Linked DNA regions of Sus scrofa: regions 2 and 3 are each linked to region 1. Evidence: chromatin contacts called from public Hi-C data. All regions are on one chromosome and are shown on one strand. The core of a region is the stretch at or near the end of the contact, and the rest is flanking DNA. Distances in the headings are between cores, read along the strand shown. Region 1 has its middle 33 kb from the start of DLC1. Region 2 has its middle 38 kb from the start of LONRF1. Region 3 has its middle 78 kb from the start of KIAA1456.

What was found. A called contact is a pair of places that touch in the nucleus more often than the background predicts.
Region 2: a Hi-C map of fetal skeletal muscle shows a contact between it and region 1, with 3 times the contacts expected there. The contact joins two enhancer-like sites. A contact is called at or near these places in 10 of 47 Hi-C or Micro-C datasets (embryonic fibroblasts, epiblast stem cells, fetal heart ventricle and 7 more).
Region 3: a contact with region 1 is called in a Hi-C map of retroperitoneal adipose tissue, with 3 times the contacts expected there. The contact joins two enhancer-like sites. A contact is called at or near these places in 1 of 5 promoter capture datasets (liver), 22 of 47 Hi-C or Micro-C datasets (alveolar macrophages, brain, embryonic fibroblasts and 13 more) and 1 of 2 datasets of contacts at active chromatin or transcription factors (skeletal muscle).

What each region holds. Positions count from the first base shown.
Region 1 is chr17:1,668,189-1,671,993 of Sscrofa11.1, reverse strand. No RefSeq gene overlaps it. Among named protein-coding and RNA genes, the nearest start is that of DLC1, 33 kb to the right of the region's middle. Within about 2 kb of position 1,908, at least 12 of the 83 cell types and tissues checked have an H3K27ac peak or open chromatin away from gene starts, as enhancers often do. A contact at or near this core is called in retroperitoneal adipose tissue, where this site is marked.
Region 2 is chr17:877,553-881,357 of Sscrofa11.1, reverse strand. No RefSeq gene overlaps it. Among named protein-coding and RNA genes, the nearest start is that of LONRF1, 38 kb to the left of the region's middle. Within about 2 kb of position 2,092, at least 3 of the 83 cell types and tissues checked have an H3K27ac peak or open chromatin away from gene starts, as enhancers often do.
Region 3 is chr17:1,137,005-1,140,809 of Sscrofa11.1, reverse strand. No RefSeq gene overlaps it. Among named protein-coding and RNA genes, the nearest start is that of KIAA1456, 78 kb to the right of the region's middle. Within about 2 kb of position 2,204, at least 23 of the 83 cell types and tissues checked have an H3K27ac peak or open chromatin away from gene starts, as enhancers often do. A contact at or near this core is called in retroperitoneal adipose tissue, where this site is marked.

The DNA of each region.
Region 1 (3,805 bases), core at 659-3,158:
AATGGATGACCCTTCACAGTCTCACCTTGACCACATTTCAAGTATCATAATTCCCACAGTCCTTTCTGAGTGGATTGCAAAATCAGCACGCTCTGCACTTTTCCCAGGATGGTGGGAGGAATTGCTTATCTAGTCCCTTTTATTTGGGGCCAAAAGGAATTACTTTTGGGAAGATTGCCCTGCTGGAAACAGCAATCTTTTCACTCTTTTTTTTCTCTTGATTTCCCTTTTTGAATTCCTTTTGTCATATCAGCCTAAAAAGGACTTAAGGCATGTTTCTGTGCCCACTAAAAGCTCCTGCCAAAGATAAGCAAAGAATAGGAAAAATTGGAATAGCCTTGTTAGATTTCTGTCATTATGGATAATTGAGCTTTTTATAGTATGATTTAATTTTTACAATTAAAAAACAGAGAAAAGAACTACCGTGGTTGAAAAAAGTTCTACTGCTCTGTTAAAATTTATTTTCTAGTCTACCAAAAATAATCAGATCAATAACATGTTTTTTAAAAATTATGGAAGATACAAGATATTTTGGAAACCAAGGAACAGATTAGTTGACTGTTTCATTTGGGGTTTTTCTTTCACTCACTTTTCAAACTGGAGTTTGTGAGTTTGCCTGATAAAGTTCAATCAACTGGCTCAATAGAGAAGTGTAATCTAGCTTCCTGTGTCCAAGTAAGATTTTTAGTAACACCTTTTAAAATGATGAGATGGCAATTACCTCCTGTACCTCATACCAGTTCAAAATGAAATGAAATTCAAATCCATTACTTGGTTAAAAGGTCACATTCTAGTCCATCTTTGCCAAAATTAAACAACGCTGTAGTTTCCCAGGAATTCCCTATGTTTACAAGTCTTAAAAAATAATTATTCAAGGACATTTCAAAAGTTTGCATTAATTACCAAGAGAAAAAGACATTTTAAGAATAGCATAATAAGTCATAATAAGATCTCCCAAGTACATAAAGTGTTAGGGATGTACAGGAGTTGGTGACCAGCTTGGTTTCCACCAGGAAGGGTGCCTGACTGCAGATCTCCAAGGGCCTTGGCAAAGCCAGTGACCATGCCCTTCCTCAACACCCATGGAAATCCAGCAACCATCTAAGAGGGTGCCTGGAAAAAGATGCCCTGTAGGAGCAGTAATTTAACCTTTTAAAAATTAGGTTTTAAATGTTTTAAAAATTAAGTCCAGGGGCTTTGGGAGCACCTCTCCATTAACCCAAATACTTGCAGCATATTCTAAGTTACAATCATGCATATCATGCATGGAAAAAAATAGTGTGAGAAAGAACAGCTTGATCTTCAAGTAAAGGGTTGACGTCTAAGGATATTTTCTAAGGATTTCAGAAATGAAATGCACTCTCAGATGGCTGCTTTACCATGTTTGATAAGTTAAGGGAGATCATCATCATCCACATATATCCTTTTCTCTCCCCCTCCTCTTCCTTCTCCTTTCCCAGTTCTCCATATGTTTTCGCCTATATGTTTTGTGATTTGAAAGTTCCTAGTGTGTAACTATGTGGGGAAGGCAACATATTCCACAGCAATTGACTCTAATGGATATTATTCCAAATTGCGCTTCCCTGCAACATGCAAAAATTGTGAACTTGATACATCTTAACTGAAAGAGGCACAGAAAGCAGTTAATAAATATTGGTCAAGGCCAGCCTCCTAGAGTATGCCATCCCCGTCTCCATGTCCCAGCCATCACCAGATCGTTATGTGACATTTGAGAATTTGGAGGTCATATACAATTATCTCCAATGTAATAAAGTGGGTTAGAGTAAACATGGGGTGATCAATTAAAGGATAACTTAATCAGAAAGTACCCTTGCCTAAATACTGGGTGCTCTCTCTCTTGCAGTTGGCCATTAAGAACATTATTTGAGAATTGCATAATTATGTAGATCAAAAATGGAAATTGTGTGACAGGTCAGAGGGAAAAACAAGGACGTCAAAATAGAAGAAATCAACCCAAGGATTCTGGATTTTATAGCACCTTCCCAGGGCAAAGTAACCAAAATCAATGTCAAAGTATATCATCCTGATTCCAGGGCATGTTTTAAATGTGCAGAAACTGGATCCAAGTAAACATTTAATAAATATCTACTTTTTTAAAAAAGTAAATAGCTCTGGTCAGAGTCTGCTTGTTCCTTTCCATGGTCCCTCAGAGATGTGAAAGTTCTTGGATCGCTTTCAGGTTCATGCCTTCATAGTCACATGCCATGGAAGTTATTATTGGCCAAGAAATAAGTGCATGCCAATTCAGTTTGTGCAATATTAATGCTCTGGAATGTAAAAAGTGCCAACCATATGAACATATTGCTACAAATAATCTTGAATAATAAAGATCATATTTTTTAACCTTAATACAAGTTTATTTCAATTAAAAATCATCCAGAAGTGAATGGATAACCTGACATCAAGAAATGGCAATATATAAAACATAATCGATTAGTAGCCTTAATTTACTTTGCTATGTGATTCATCACTAACAACTTTTGAATATCCCTGATATATAGTGAATTGAAATCTCAAGCTACTGAATAGTTATTTGATGTTAACAAAGAACAGATTATATTCAGATCTTGTGCAGTTTATAGTGCATCTGATTTTTATTAGTGTTTGGCTGGTTGCTTCCTTAATTCTTCCAATTTTTTTTTTTTTTTACTAAAGTTGTTCTCAGTTGAGTTTAGCAAGCAAGATGAGCTCTCATTTTATTATCAAAGTTTCCAGCACATAATAATAAAAAGCTATGATGTAGTTGTATAAATATCCCAATTGCCTAGCAATAAGAAAGAACATACAAATAAGATAAATAATTATCAACTGAGGCACACTCCAGGAAATTATCCCAGTGTTTTTCTTTTTCAATTCTAAATCTATTGCTTTTTTTCTTCCAAGGTAATGGCACCATTTCTATTTGGAATACAGATATACTTTTTATCACATTCACATTTTTACTGAGTAGTTATAGATGGATATATTAGGTAGATATATTAAGAAAAACAGTATCATAATTAAAAATGTTTGAACATATCTAATGTTTCAGAAATTCTATTACTAATTAGCAATAACAGACTTTTTGTTTGTTTGTTTGTTTTTTAGGGCCACACTCAGGGCATATGGAGGTTCCCAGGCTAGGGGTCTAATAGGAGCTACAGCTGCTGGCCTACGCCAGAGCCACAGCAATGCCAGATCTGAGCCGCATCTGCGACCTACACCACAGTTCACAGCAATGCAGGATCCTTAACCCACTGAGCAAGGCCAGGGATGGAACCTGTAACCTCATGGTTTCTAGTCGGATTCGTTTCCGCTGCGCCACAAAGGGAAATTCAGTAGCAGACTTTTTTTAATGTTTCTTTAAGAAATACACAAAACAGCGTTCCTGTTGTGGTGCATCGGAAAGGAATCCGAATAGAAACCAAGAGGTTACGCGTTCCATCCCTGGCCTTGCTCAGTGGGTTAAGGATCCTGCATTGCCGTGAACTGTGGTGTAGGTCGCAGATGCGACTCAGATCTGGCATTGCTGTGGCTCTGGCGTAGGCCAGCAGCTGTAGCTCCTATTAGACCCCTAGCCTGGGAACCTCCATATGCCATGAGTGTGGCCCTAAAAAGCAAAAAAAAAAAAAAAAAAAAAAGAAAGAAAAAAAGAAAAGAAATACACAAAACATACATGTGGTTTAAAAACTCAAATATTTCTAGAAAATCTAGAATTAAAAACAAGTTGCAGTCCTAATCACTATTTTTCTGTTTCTGCTTTCAGAGACAAAAATCATTTGTTGTTCTCAATTCATTATCTGGT
Region 2 (3,805 bases), core at 843-3,342, 790 kb after region 1:
AAGGCCAACTTAGATGACTGAGAACAAAGCAATAATTCAATTGTCTGGCTCATTGATCCACAGGGAAATGGCTAGCTCAATGAGATGTATTTTCTTTCTAAGCCAATGTTTAAATGCCAACATTTTGAAAATGTTAAACATTTTTTATAGATAAGATATTTATGACCTGGTTTACTAAGTGAGCTCTCTTATAGACCTGCCTCCAAATAGCTTTTGGCTGTTCACCAAAATTTAAATGTAAGATTTTTGTTGTTTTTGGTCATAGCAGGATATGGAAAAGCATATAGGCTTCATTTCAAAAGGTGGTAAACATTCACATTTAATCCTCAAAGTCCTGTGAAATAGGTATTGTCCTTGTAAGGATGAGGAAAAGGAAACACTAAGTAGTTATGTGATTTATCAAAGGATTACACAGCTAATATGTGGTGGGACTGACTGAACCCAGGCAATATGTCTAAACTTTTCTGCCACATCAAGACATAAAGCATCTAAGAAGGTTGATGTGTGAAGGGTCTGAAGTGATCGACGGGACTCTCTAACTTAGCAGACTTGGCACTTGGGGGAAGGGTATATATTACCACCATGGAATTAGAACTTGTTTTTAAGCACCTCACCAAGATGGTGATACGGCCAAAGCAGGCTCAGCCCTACATTTCTGGGAGTGGTATAAATTGCTAACAATCTTTTTAGAAAGTAATATTGCAGGATACGTATCAAAGATGTTCATAATCTTCAACTCAGTCTCACTGTTGGGTCTTATCTCTCCTTGTTTCAATTAGCAGAGACCCAAATTAAAAAACCCAGAACAGAACAATGGTATATAGCATTGAAATTGGGAAAATCTCATATGCTCCATGCTTAGAATATCTTCTATATTCTTTGGAATGCCTTTGTTGCTGAGTACTCAATCTCTGATCCCCAAATTTTAATCCACTTTCATTAATTGTCAGTGTCACTGAAATTAGTCAAGACTGTCTAGAGACCTTTCCTTTCAAGTAAAGTAAAGGAGGAAGGGGTGTGTGTGATTCCTGAAGTAAATTTTACTATCACCAACAAATTGAATATGAAGGTAAAGAAGTAACAATATTGCAACATACAGAACAAATCACTGTTGAAGAGCCTAGCAGGCTGGAAGGGTAGGGACAACAAAGAAAACAAAATGGGAAGGTAAAAGTTATAAGAACTTATGCAAGCCAGAGTGGAAGAAAAACATATCTCCAGTTCCAAGAATATTTCCACATCGGTGGAGTTAGAACAGACTTATGAATTACCTCTTGTACTCAAACGGTCAAGCCCAAGATGGTGGTTAAGCAGCAAGTGAAAACAGGCATGCAAAACCAGGTCTCTAGGTCTGCACTATTGGCCTTTAATTGAGCTTCTCTTAAGTACCAGACCCCCTACCATATATATATACACACACACACACACATATATAGATATCTATATAGATATAGATATCTAAATATATGTAGATAGATAGATGTGTGTGTATATAGATAGCTATATATATGCATATATATAAATATATGTATATAGATATGTTGTATGTATATATGTAGTTACATATAGATGTTGCTACTGAAAGTTAATGCAATCCTGGTTTTTTGTTAAGTGATCTAGATTTATACCCGGGTGCCCCAATTTTTTAAAAATAACTTCCCTGTTCTTAGTATGAAAAAAAGTGGTTGAATTTATTCAGTTTCAGACTTGGTATTACACTGTAAATGTATTAAACTATGCCATAAATGCACATATATATATATACACATATATATACACACACACACAAACATATCTCCATATATACATTTATTTTCCCCTTCTTTACAATTAATGTATGTTAGCCCACTTGATATTCTTTCATAGCTCTTTGATGCTCTAGTGTTTTTCCCTTTCCACTTTATGTTGTAGTTTAGATAATTTTTATTGATCTCTCTTGAAGTTTGGGCATTTGTTTGTGTTTAAAGTTTCACTAAGCTATTCCAAAATATTGCTGCCTCCTCATCCATTTGTGTGGCTAAGTGGCTTTGCTGTGACCTTGAACTGACATTAGTCCCACCCACAAGTGCATGCTTTCCGTGACAGCCTTGGAGTCACAAGTTCCTGGTATGACTTGCCCAACATCCCTGGTGATAAACAGTCTTTCCAGATGCCTAGCTTTTTCCATTCGTGTGTCCTTTAAGTAAGAGTCCCTGGGAGCTTACTTAAACCCTGCTCTTTATGATTTGATCCAGCCTTAGCCTGAGCCCGGCAAAGCATTGCACCTGTGGACCTTAATAAAGGCATGTGCCCCAGGTCCTGCTACTTGCACGCCACCTGCATCCTGCTTAACATCACTGTGTGGCCCCTCGAGGCTGCTGTGGACCTCCCCTGGGATCTGTGAGTGATAACCTTCTCTAGCTCACTTTCCCTTTCGATCTTTGTTGAGCTGTGGCTCATCATTTTGACTCGGTACCCAAGGCTCTACTTAGCAAATGTTAATTTAACAAAATCACAACAGTTTGCCTGAGGTTTTTTCTTTGTGTTTGTGTTTTATACTCAGCTTAATTCTTCTCCTGCTACCTGTACTCATAGCAGTTTTTAATTTTTCAGTGCTTACTTGCCTGGTAAATAAGGGGGTTTCTCTCATCTTGCTCCCCTCCCCTCAGTTGGAGACACTCTACTCCAGCATGAACTCTGAAGATGGCTCTGCTGGTTTATTATATAGAGAATAGATTGCCTAAAGCAATCCAGTTTGTGGTGCTTTGCTACTGCAATCTCAGGACATTAATATCACATTCAATTTAGACTGATAAAGAATATGATGCAAAGCCATATGGAAGTGGGTCTGAAACTGGTTGAAAACTTCCTTTTTTCAGATGTAATTGATTCTGGTAGCTGGAGTTGGAATACTTGTAGGTTGAGATAAAATTGCCAAAAAATGAAGAAAGGAAAGGACTTAAGGAAAAATCAACAGATGAGACTCAAAATAAATATGCCTTTGACTCCAGAAACATCTATTCCCAAGTCCATTCAGACTTGTAAATATGAGACAAATAGACATCATCCTCTCATCCCATGGCAACATATCTGAATGATCCTAGCATATACAAGAATATATACTATATATACACACACACATACTAGGTGTTCAATAAATACCTCTAGAATGACTGCCTATCGGGATATAAATATAAACAAATGATTTTGTTACTACTAAGTTGGTTTGATTTTCAAAATCGAAAGATCATTGGGGTCTATGGGGAAACAAATTTCATAAGTCAACCCGAGTTACTTTTATTCTTAATTTTACAAATTATTATGCTATTTCTGCACCATCTTGTTGATAATATATAAGGGTTAAGAATGTCAAATGGTTAGAAAATCTACTCTTATAGCAACTTCCTTTGGAAAGCCAGAAGACAGAAAAGATGCTGGCCTAGTGTCATCTTCCCTGAGCTAGGGTTCAGGCTTCTTTTATACCAAAAGAGGAGGGGCTAAAGTCCTGGTTTCCCCAGACTCCAGAGGAGGTGTGTTCATTTCTTCCTTCCTGCAACCCTTCACAAGTGGGTCTGGTCAGGATGTTTCCTATGAAAAAGAGCCTACTCTTTGCCAGGCGCTCTCCTAACGACAAAGGTCTTTGTCAAATAAACAAGGTCTCCACCCTCAATAAGCTTCAAACGCTAGAGCAGGGGAGAGAGACTACATTAAATAGCCAGACCAGCGGCCCTGGTGCAGGTCAAAGGGGAATGGCCTGGCACATATTCGTTCCATCACAACCAACTCTGCAGGGCAGATACTCCACGGTGTGAGCATATAGGAGCTA
Region 3 (3,805 bases), core at 955-3,454, 530 kb after region 1:
GGAGAATATTTTGACAGTTAAGATTTAGGCAAAAACCATAACTTTGATTTTCTTCACTTAATATCAATTTAGAAAGGTTTTAATTCAAGGATAGTTGATTTATAATGTTGTGTTAGTTTCAGGTGTACAGCAAAGTGATTCAATTACATATGTATATATTCTTTTTCAGATTCTTTTCCGTTATAGGTTATTACAAGCTATCGAATATAGCTAGCTACCTGTGCTATGCAGTAGGTCATTGTTATTTATTTTATATGTAATAGTATGTATCTGTTATTCCCAAATCCTACTTATCCCTCCCCCCACTGTCCTTTGGTAACCATAAGATTGTTTTCTATGTCTGTGAGTCTGTTTCTGTTTTGTAAATAAGTTCATTTGTCTCTCTTTTTTTTTAGATTTCATAAATAAAATAATATCATATTTACCTTTCTCTGTTTAACTTACTTCATTTAGTGTGATCATCTCTAGGTCCATCCATGTTGCTGCAAATGGCATTATTTCATTCTTTTTTATGGCTGAGTAGTATTCCATTGTATATATATACACCATAGCTTATTTATCCATTCCTCTGTCAGTGGACACTTAGGTTATTTCTGAGTCTTAGCTGTTGTAAATAATGCTGCTATGAACATTGGGGTGCATGTATCTTTTCTAATTAGAGTTTTTATTTTTTTCTGGATACATGCCTAGGAGTGGGGTTGCTGGATCATATGGTATCATATCTGGTTTTGGTTTTTAATATTGATTTTATGCAAGAACATGTTTTTGATCAGATCTTTGAGCATAGGTCTCTCCAGGCCTGTAACTGGCTATTGCTTCAGTCAGGGGGTAATGGAGCCAGTGATTTCATAGGGTTCTCAATGGCTATAAGGAGACACTCCAAGTAAGGGATTGAGCGGACTCAGTGAGACAGAAAGCAAGCTCCTTTGAAAGAAGCTGAGAGGTGAATCAGATGTTTGCAGAAACTGAAAAGCTGGAAGTATGGATTGAATATGGATCTGAAGCTAAGAATCTAAGATGAATAGGGATAAAGTGACCAGCTAGGATGTACCCTTCCTAGATTCACTTTGCAGAATGTGAATTTACTATAACGTGTATGGTTTTCAGAAGAAGGGACACAGAAAAAGTGGATACCTCTTCTTCTGTTTTGCTTTTTTCTCTCTCATTTCCTGCTAGCTTCCCTTGGCCACCACCCGCCCCCTCATGGCTTTCACCTACCCCCAACCTAACCCTGTCAATAGGCAGGCAAGGCTGATGACTCATGCATTATTTAGAGTGCATGCTGGTGGCACAGAACTGGGTTAGGCAGCTGTGAAAACCTACTGGCTCCCTTGTGACTCTGACTTGCCTTTTCCGTATTAAAATGTGCTGTTCCTCTGCTGCATGTTCCCCAGGGCGCCAAGTGAAAGCTCGCTGTGATTCACAGGATTTTGAAATGTGAAGACTGTCCCTGGATAGGAATGTAGGACCAACTTCTTAACATTTATGTGGTGGTCTATTTTCAGAAGACAGAATGTAGCTGAGACACAGGTCAGAGTTCAGCAAGGAAGATGGAGCAGTGATGATGAAATGCAGTGGTCAGGACACAAGGATGTGGACAAGGATGTGGAAGCCAGGAAACATAAGCTAAAGCCTCTTATGTATCTAAGTCTTAAGATGCTGGTGAGAGACCCTGAAGGCTGCTAAATGTGGTGTATAAACTTGGGCTTGAAACATCTGGGGGCCACCCCAAGAGGGGACCATGTGATAAGTGACATGATTAGGGAACGGGAAGCGGGGTGGTTACAGCAGAAGTTCTGTTGCCCCTGGAACAGAGATTAGAGAAAGACCTCCCCTCCCACTGCCTTTATCCACTGCCCCTCCCAGCCCCATCTGGGAGTAGCACAAAGAAGGCTGATTAACAGAGCAAAGCACATTTTCTAAGCTCCTCACCATAAAAGCCTCAGCACCAGTCCACAAGGGTTGCAGGGATAATCATGGTCAACCATCATCCCTGCCCTCTAGAGTCTTATGATTTCCTAGGAAGGGAGAATTGTCTATAATTTAATGGGTAGAAGGGCTCATGTGGGTGCCCTTGGATGAGCATTTCTAGAGCAGGGAAGTTTTTCACATTTCAAGTCACAGATACACCATCTGAATAAAGTGCAGTGTCCTGCAGAGAGACTGGGGCCTCTGCAGAGTGTCCCTTCTGAAAAACAGGAAGTGGCTAAAGACAAATGACCCGGGGAAGAGAAAATATACCTTTTGGGGGTTACAGTAACTCACGCTTATGGGAAAAGAATGAAACTTGTGAAACAAAATTGTGGCTCCTGGAGGAAGGAGCACTGAGTCAAAGGAGGTGGAACACGGGGGTGGGGGGCAGGTGGGGGAGAGGTGTGAAAAGCTGGGCTCAAGGCAGGAAGAGACCAATCCCAGGACTGAGAGAGGAGCTCCGATGAAGAAAACACCAGAAACTTCCTGAGAGACACAGCCCCCACTGCAGAGGACACATTCCTTCAGCATGAACCATCCTGCTGGGGTGAAGGGGAGGAGAAAGCCAGGCAAGAATTAATTCTAGAGACACTTTCTCAAGGGCGTGGCATAACTTTCCGCATGGCAAAGTGCTTTTCCCCAATGGACCCTCTAAGCCATTCTTTCAAGTTAGATGTGATTTCTTTGTTTTTTATTTTTATATGCTTATCCTTGCCCTAAATCCCTAATTTCGGTGCTGTTTTGGAGGGAAAACATTAGTGTATTCTAGAAGTGGCCCTGTAATACTCTGAAGCAGAAGCGACAGCCAGCTCTTGTGAGCGGGGTATTGCAACCAGGGTGATGTCAATGTCGTATCAGAAATAATTCCACTTTCCTCCTTGTCGCTTCTCCCACCAGCCTCCAGGCAGACCAGGTGGCATCTAGTACATCAGCAGCCCCACGTCGGCCCTCGGGGAGCAGAGTGGCTTCTTGTCCAGTTCCCAGCCTCTCCTCTTAGAAGGTCATTTCCCCTTTGCTTTTCCCCCTGCAGGACTGGGAGCTGCCACCCTCCCCAGAAGGAGTAAGGTAGCCCTTCTTTCAAGTACAAAGAACCATGGGTTCTCCCCTCCTTTTCCTCCCAGCTTTCCAGGCGATATTCCAGTTTTTCCCCAGCCAGGCTACTGGAAACCTCATCTTTCCCCACGTCTGCCCATGAATTACCAGTAGTCACACTGGGTGCACAAATGTGACCCTTCTCATTTGGAGGCCATCTCAGACTGTCCACCTGTCTCTCTCTGTCACATCAGTCTATTTTTTTTTTTTATGGTTATCACAGGACTTGGAAACTACCTTGTATATTTATTTGCAAGTTTATTGTATCTTCTTCTCCCTCTAAAACATTAGGATAATGGAGGCAAGGACTTTGCTTGTCTTATTGATGACGGGGTGTTTAGTGTTTAGAACAGTGTTTGGTGTGTAATAGGTACACAGTCATTTTAATTGTTGTTGAGGATAGAAGATAGAGTCAACTGTAAACCAGAGACTTTGGAGAAGTTAGATATCCCATTGAGCGCTGCCAGAGGGGAACTCAGAGCAGCCACAGGTCACGGGGGCTGAAGGGCCGAGGAAAGAGAAGCATCAAGGTGTGGGAGGGGGGCTAGAGCAGAGGTTCTCAAAGTGTGGTCCTCAGAGCCTGGGGGAGGGCATGTCTCTAAAACCCATTCAGGGAGTCTGTAAGGTCAAAACTATTTTCATGAGCTCATCAAGATGTGACTTTTTCCCTGTGGAGACATTTCCACTGATGGTGCAGGAGCAAGAGAGGATGTGGCATGAACCAAGGCAGAGGCACCATTGT